2 separate regions of the Mustela erminea genome follow, and region 1 is linked to region 2. Evidence: chromatin contacts called from public Hi-C data. All regions are on one chromosome and are shown on one strand. The core of a region is the stretch at or near the end of the contact, and the rest is flanking DNA. Distances in the headings are between cores, read along the strand shown.

Region 1 (3,380 bases), core at 684-3,183, 230 kb after region 2:
TTTACTTTTCTTAAAGAACATCAACTAAAATTACTTTATTTTGTCGTGGTTAAATGATCTTACATTCTTTTTTGAAACACCTGCCTCCTCTCAACCCTTTCTGAATGGAGAGGAAAAGCTTTTGGTTTGGCTGGGTTGGTTGGATAGGGATTGGTTTGGTTACTAAAGCTTTGGATTCTGGTTTAATCAGCAATTATTGTCTTCCTAAAAGCCTCAGAATGCTCTGGGGGGTATATACCAAGAAGAACGCTGGACTCAAGTTCTAAGGAGCCTCCAGATGGTGCAGGTGGGAATCAGCGGACTGGAAAAATGGGGAGGTACCCAGAAGGCTGGGGCATAAAATGAGGAGCCACTGCCAGGAGCCAAGGTGAATACTCGGTCTGCTCTGAGGGGAGTCTGCACCCACAGCTCTGATTCACCGGCCTTGTGGGAGACCCAACACTTCACAAATGCCTGGGAGGGTACTTCCCTAGGAGGCCCCCAGGACACTGGGAACCCAGAGGCAGCACGACCTCATGCCTGAAAGGGTGATTGCAACCAACTGGACTAGCAGCGGGAGGGCGCCCTTATTACGAGAACAACACACAATCTCAAGCGTATAGGTTTTCTTCTTTTCATGTATTTTGGGATAAATTTCCAGGGGCTGCATTATGGAATTTCCTTCTGGCTTCTCGTATATATTGGCATTCCGCTTTCCCAAACAGTTGGGCCAGCAGCAAAGGAGTATGCTGAATTCACCGAACCGGGTACCCACTGTAGATTACGTTTCTTCAGTTCTTGCTAGAATGTGGAAAATGATGCATCAAATTTCCCCAAAGTTGCCTGGCCACCCTTGTGATTTGGGGGGATGTCCATATAATCTCCTGTAATTAGTAGGGTATTCCTTTTACAGTTTTCCTTCTGGAGATTTTTTTTCTTAAGTTTATTTGTTTTTAAATAATCTCTACCAACCAACCCAACGTGGGGCTCGAACTCATGACCCCGAGATCAAGAGTCACACACTTCACTGAGTGTGAGGCAGGCAGGCGCCTCTCTCCTGGGGATTTTCGAGTGTTTACCTCTTGCTGGCCTCTGCTTAAACCAGAAACCTCCATGAAACAGTCCGCTTGCACGGTTTTGATGATCTTCATTAATTTGGTCTGATTTGAGTGAACAAAAGAAGATACCTTTTGTTTTTAGTGGCAAACTGGGCAGCAGTTTAATTCAGAAAAGCATGAAAGGAACCTCTTTCAATGAATAGAAAAGTAACACGAGAATAGCACAGAGATGCCCCATGCCATTGAGAAACCTATTTAATCAACACCGAACATGTGTCTGACCAGGGTGCGAAGGATTTTAACTGTTATAAATCCACTCATCATGTGCATAGTTATTGAATCGTATTGTGTGTTCTGTTGGAGGCTGAGTGAATATATGATCCCTGCTTTCAAAGAATTCATGGTCTGTGGGAGAAATGTAGCTATAAACAGATCGGAGTGAATGAGATATGTATATAAACAGCCACGAGGGCCCAAGGGATGGAGCTGCCAAGGCTCCCAGACTCCTTGGGCGAGTCTGGGAAGGAGGTGTGGTTAAACCGGATCCTGAAGCATGAGTGGGAGTAGGCCCAGCCAAAAGGCAGTGGGAGAAGGGAGGGAGCCCAATGGAGAAAGCAGGGAGCTGATGGCCCCTCCCTTCTTCCCCACTCACCCCCCAGACACAGGGTGGGACCCTAGGCAACCTTCTGAATGTGGAAAGCCCTCACTCCCCACCTCCCACAAAGTGCATCATAGTTCACCATTTCCAATTTGTGCAACTCCACCAGAATTCACATTCTCTAGGTCGGCGGCCCTCTTGAGAGGTTTTTGGAGGAGCTAGGCTGGGTGGATGCAATCTACTTAAAGCAAGAATACATCCAGGAGGTACTCACCTTTTCCAAAGGAAACTCATGAGCTCTGATGAAGCTTACGGTGTTAGAAGTAAGACAGAGCAGAATTCTTTCAGCCAGAGATTTCTGGATTCCCCCCGTGTATTTGGGTCTAGCCTCTCTTTCCTTCCTGAAACAATGCAAGAGGAGGAGGCAGCAACTTGATCACCAAATTCTGATCATCTTCTCTTGGCACAGTCTCCCTCGCTGGTATGGTGCCATCATCTTACTCATCCCATTATCACAAGCTAGAAATCTTGTGTCATTGTAAAAGTATCTGTTTCTTTCCTCTGTTAAGCCCATTTCCTGAAGTTGTCAGGGCCCTGACTCTAGCTCTCTACAAGCAATAGATGAGAAAAAGCCTGCAGATTCTCCAGAACTGGCTTCCAGCCTCTGATAGTCTCCCCCTGATACATCCCAACCCAGCCCACCCAACACTGTCCAGAAGTTCTGACCCAGCAACCCAGATTTCTCAAGGAGATGAGGATGTAATTGGTCACTCAGAGCAGGAAATCTGCTCTGGGGATCTCGAAGAGCTTCAAGGAGGCTCCCAGGTGTGAGCAGATGAAAGAGACCAGAGTCACCCCCAGATATGAAGCCACGGTCAGAAATACAGTCCTGTCCATCAAGGGCAATGATCCCTGTGTGTTCATGACCTTTAGTCTCTGACCTTCTTCCTGCCCTGACCTCTGTCCCTGCCCCTGCCTGGCTGACCATGCCTGTGTGGGTGGCCATTAATCAACCAGGAATAGCTGCTGCCTCACCAGGAATTCGCTGGCCTCAGCCCCAGTCCCGCGGACGAGTCTAGCAATTATCCACTCTGAACATTTATCCATCTCATCTCTTTTTTCTTTTCCAGATGTTGGCCTTTTAATTCCTTTTGAATATCTGAATACGTCCCTTTTTGCAAGCTAGGAAGCAGAATTAAACTAAGGCATTCTGGTCCTCTAGGGATCCAGACAGAGTCTTGCGATCTTCAGCAAAATGACATCATAATACAAGGTGCTAACAACGGGCTTCTAAACTCTAAATAATAACCACCTACCTACATTTGTTTTCCTTAGGAAGCAGCCCAAAGTCCAGTCCTTAAAGGCAGGATATATAGAACATCTTGATTTACAAAGTACGGGATGACCTAAATGATAGGCTGGCTAATTTACGGGTAGACCAGATGCACGCTGACCAAGGACTGGTGAACAGAGAAAGTGTTTACTTTTTGGAAACTCGCTCTGAGGATGAGTCTTGGCTCCTGTGAATAAGGGAGCAGGTAGAAAAATATTACAGATGCACCCACATGGACCTTTGATTTTGCTGAGGTCTTCCACTAGAACGCAGAGTGAGGGATGAGGTTAGAGGGACGATGCTTAGATTGTTCTCAAAATAAATGACTAGTAATAGGAAATTTGACCCACTGGAGTCTTCCATTTGCCACAAGACACCCTACCCAGACGGACGATGTTTAAAAAAAAAAAAA
Region 2 (3,393 bases), core at 510-3,009:
GGTTTGGATTGATGCTTAAATATTTAGTGAGTGCCTACTATGTTCCAGGACTAAACTCAAAAGTGGAACTGGGAATACAATAGTGAATAAGACTTCCAAAGTTTCTGCCTTCATACAACTTACGTTCCTATGAGGGGGGTGGAGGTGTGGGGAAAGATGAAAATATGTAATACAGCATACAGTAGTAAGTGCTATGGAGCAAAATAAAACCAGAAAAGGGGATACAGTGGGCTGAGTAAGGGGATTCAGTTTAGGGAGGTCATGAGAAGAATCACTGAGCTGATGGCATTGGAACAAAGATAAATGAAAGAAACGGAGTAAGCCGTAGAACCAAGAGGGAAGAGCATTTCAAGCAGAGGGAACAGCAATTACAAAGCTTATAGGGTAGGAGAGAACCAGGCATGTCTGAGGGTCAACCAGGAGGGGGCTATAACTGCAGCCGACTTAGAGCCAGGGCCTGGAGAAGAGCCAACAGGGAGATGGTGGAGGTAGCACACAGGCCCTGCAGACCATGGTAAGGACACTGGCTTTGACTATGAGGGTTCAGAGCAGAAAGAGTGTCACTGCTGGACTGAATCGCCCTGGCTGTTGGGAATCCTTTCGGAAGGCAAGAGTGTTGGAACAGAAACCAACTAGGAAAGTATTTCCGGCAGGAAGGTATGATGATGTGGACAAAACAGGGGCACTGGGGGTGTTAAGAGTGGGATTCCCGGCTTATTCTGGGTTCTACATAGAACACGGAGGAATTCCCCATGCTTTGGGTGTGGGCTGTGAGACAATGGGAACAGGGAAGGTCTTCGGCTTAAACAACAGGATCCGGCCATTCCTGAGGATCCTGTGGTCCACGCTGCCAGAGAAAGGGGTCGAGGCAGATCTTTGGAAACACATCTGCCTCGGACCACCCCGTATTTATTCCTCCTTGTGTTCCCCAGCGCAGGGGCAATAACAAAGCAGCCACCCATTGCCGGGCACCGAAAGTGTCTCCAACCACGCTCTGTGCCAGGGCCTTCCCAGACGTGAGGACCACAGCTGGGTAAGGTGCCGTTACCAGACCCAGTTTTTGGAGAAGGCACTGAGTCGGGGAGAGGGTATGCTCGCATCGCGAGGCTAGGAAGCGGCAGAGCCAGGGCTTCCACCCAGATCTTCCCTCGATTCCAAAACCACATGGAGGTGGCTTTGCAAAGGCAGCGGAAAGCACAAGCCAACAAAGCACAGCGCCCGGCGTGGGCCAGGCCGCGAGCAAAGGGAGGCTAACGCCGCGCCTCCCGCCTCCGGAACCGCGCTGCAGAGGACACCTGTTCGGCGAGGGCCGGGACCCGGTCCTGCACCCGGCACCCACCTCCCCCTCGGGCCTCCGCCCGCCTCCAGCGGCTTCGGGCCCTCCCGGATTTACCTGTTGCGGCACCTGCGCTGCTCCCACTCCGCTCCCGGTGGCCGCGCCCGCCCCCGCCACAGCCCCGGCTACCGCGGTGGCCGCCGCCGCCACCACGACCGTCGTCAGGGCGGCCATCTTTCCTCGCCCAGCCGCTCGGGCCGCAGCGGCCACCCGGGGCCAGGGGGTTCCGGCCTCGGGAGCTCCTGGTCCTGCAGACCGTTCCGGGCACCGTGGGGCTCCGCGGGACGCAGAGCACAGCGGAGCCAAAGCGTAGGGCGGGGCCGGGGCGCGGGGCGGGGCCGGGGCGCGGGGCGGGGCTCTGACAGGTTGCCGGGCACCGCCCAGCCGGAGTTGAGGGCGGGTAAGGCGGGGCTCTGCCGGGATGCAGGGCGGGGTCGGATGCTGGGCGGGGCAGGAGCGGGGGCGGGGCCGGGGCTCGGGGCGGAGCGGGAGCGCGGGCGGGGAAGAGATGTGGGCCAGGGTCTGTGCGCAGGGTGGGGCACAAGTTGTGTGGGCGGGGGCAGAGAGGGGCAGGGCCAAGTTGTGGGGCGGGGCAGGGGCGGAGTATGGGGCGGGGTCGGGCGGCAAGGCGGGGCTCAGCGGGGATGCTAGGCGGGGCTAGAGTGCCGGGCGGGGCTGGAGGAAGGAGTCAGTCCGCGGTTCAGAGCGGGGCGGGGGCGCAGGCGGGGTCCAGACGTGGAGCAGGGGCGAGAGTAGGGTGGGTCGAGGGGCGGGGCCAAGACGTGGGGCGGGGCCAAGACGTGGGGCGGGGCCGGAGTGCCTGCCAGAGCCACGCCTGGGAGCAGTGTGGGACGGCGTCAAGGCTGGATGCGGGGCGGGGCCGGACTGAAGCCCGAGCCGCCGGAGCGGGGGCGGGGCGTGGGCCCCGGGGGCGGGGTTGGGCGGATTCGAGGCTAGGCGGGGACTGCGTGCAGGGGGGCGGCGATCCGCAGAGCCTCCCTGCGCTGTTGCAGGTTTGTGTCAACTTTTTCCGTGCACTTGTCTACTCTTATGCAGCAAAATCTTTCTAATCCCCTCATTGAGCTCCGGTCCCCCACCCACCTCTTACTGTCAAACTTCCTTGTCTCATATATGCATACAGCTCTATCTATAGATGCCTAAAGATACTTTACGTAACAGAACTTCTTTCTAGGTTTCTACTAAGCGCTGGCGAAACTGGGTGTAAATGAAAAAAGGATTTATTTAAGGGCTTGAACGAGTAACTATTAACTAACACTTTCAAAGACTCGAAAGAGGGCATGGCCCATACTGTCAGATACCAGGGGCAGAAATGCCACACTTGGTCAATAAGAAGAGCTATGTCAAAGATACAGTGACGGGGGTGGGGGCGGGGGTGGTTGGAAAAAAGCCATAGATTACCGCTGCAATTAAAGCACAGGCAACCAGCGGCAATTCGCCTGGTTCTCGGACGCACCGTCTTTTCCTCCCGTATAAAGAAATAGATTCATTCATTCATCCCTTCACTCATTCAATCAATATCCAGCTCCTACTAGATACCAGGCACTGTTCTACGTCTTTAGAAGTCACTGTAGAGTTAGACACGAGTGCGCACGCGCGGACACACACACACACACACACACACACACACACACACACGAGGTTCCTTCTAAGGTTAGGGAATTTAAACAAGTAAACACACGGGTATTTACTGAGCACTTCCTTTGTGCTCTCACTGTTCTAAGGAACCCAGTGAAGCAGGTCCTGCTATTATCTCTTTTCACAGAGAAGGATACAAACCTAGGCTTCTGACTGTGGAGACCATCTGCGTAGAGACGTTCAACAGGCCGCTGGATACGTGCTTCTGGAGCTCAGAGAGAGAGACTAGAGATAAAGATGTGATTCTGGTCTTCATCTGCTTGTAGAAAATATTTTATTTGCAAGTGCAGGGAGGGGCAGAGGGTGAAGCAGACTCCCCACCCTACCTGGGGCTGCATCTCATAATGCTGAGATCATGACCCCAGCCCAAATCGAATCGGATGATTTACCAACTGAATCAC

Evidence for each region. Hi-C and Micro-C count contacts between places; a contact is called where the count stands out from the background.
Region 1: a contact with region 2 is called in a Hi-C map of fibroblasts, with 1.9 times the contacts expected there. The contact joins the promoter of FEM1C here to the promoter of CCDC112 in region 2. A contact is called at or near these places in 2 of 3 Hi-C or Micro-C datasets (fibroblasts and spleen).

What each region holds. Positions count from the first base shown.
Region 1 is chr3:17,762,456-17,765,835 of mMusErm1.Pri, forward strand. It overlaps FEM1C (protein fem-1 homolog C), which reads right to left and starts at 1,934. Exons shown (of 3, transcript XM_032335395.1): 1 at 1,910-1,934.
Region 2 is chr3:17,529,072-17,532,464 of mMusErm1.Pri, forward strand. It overlaps CCDC112 (coiled-coil domain-containing protein 112), which reads right to left and starts at 1,760. Exons shown (of 9, transcript XM_032335392.1): 1 at 1,394-1,760. The coding sequence starts at 1,510.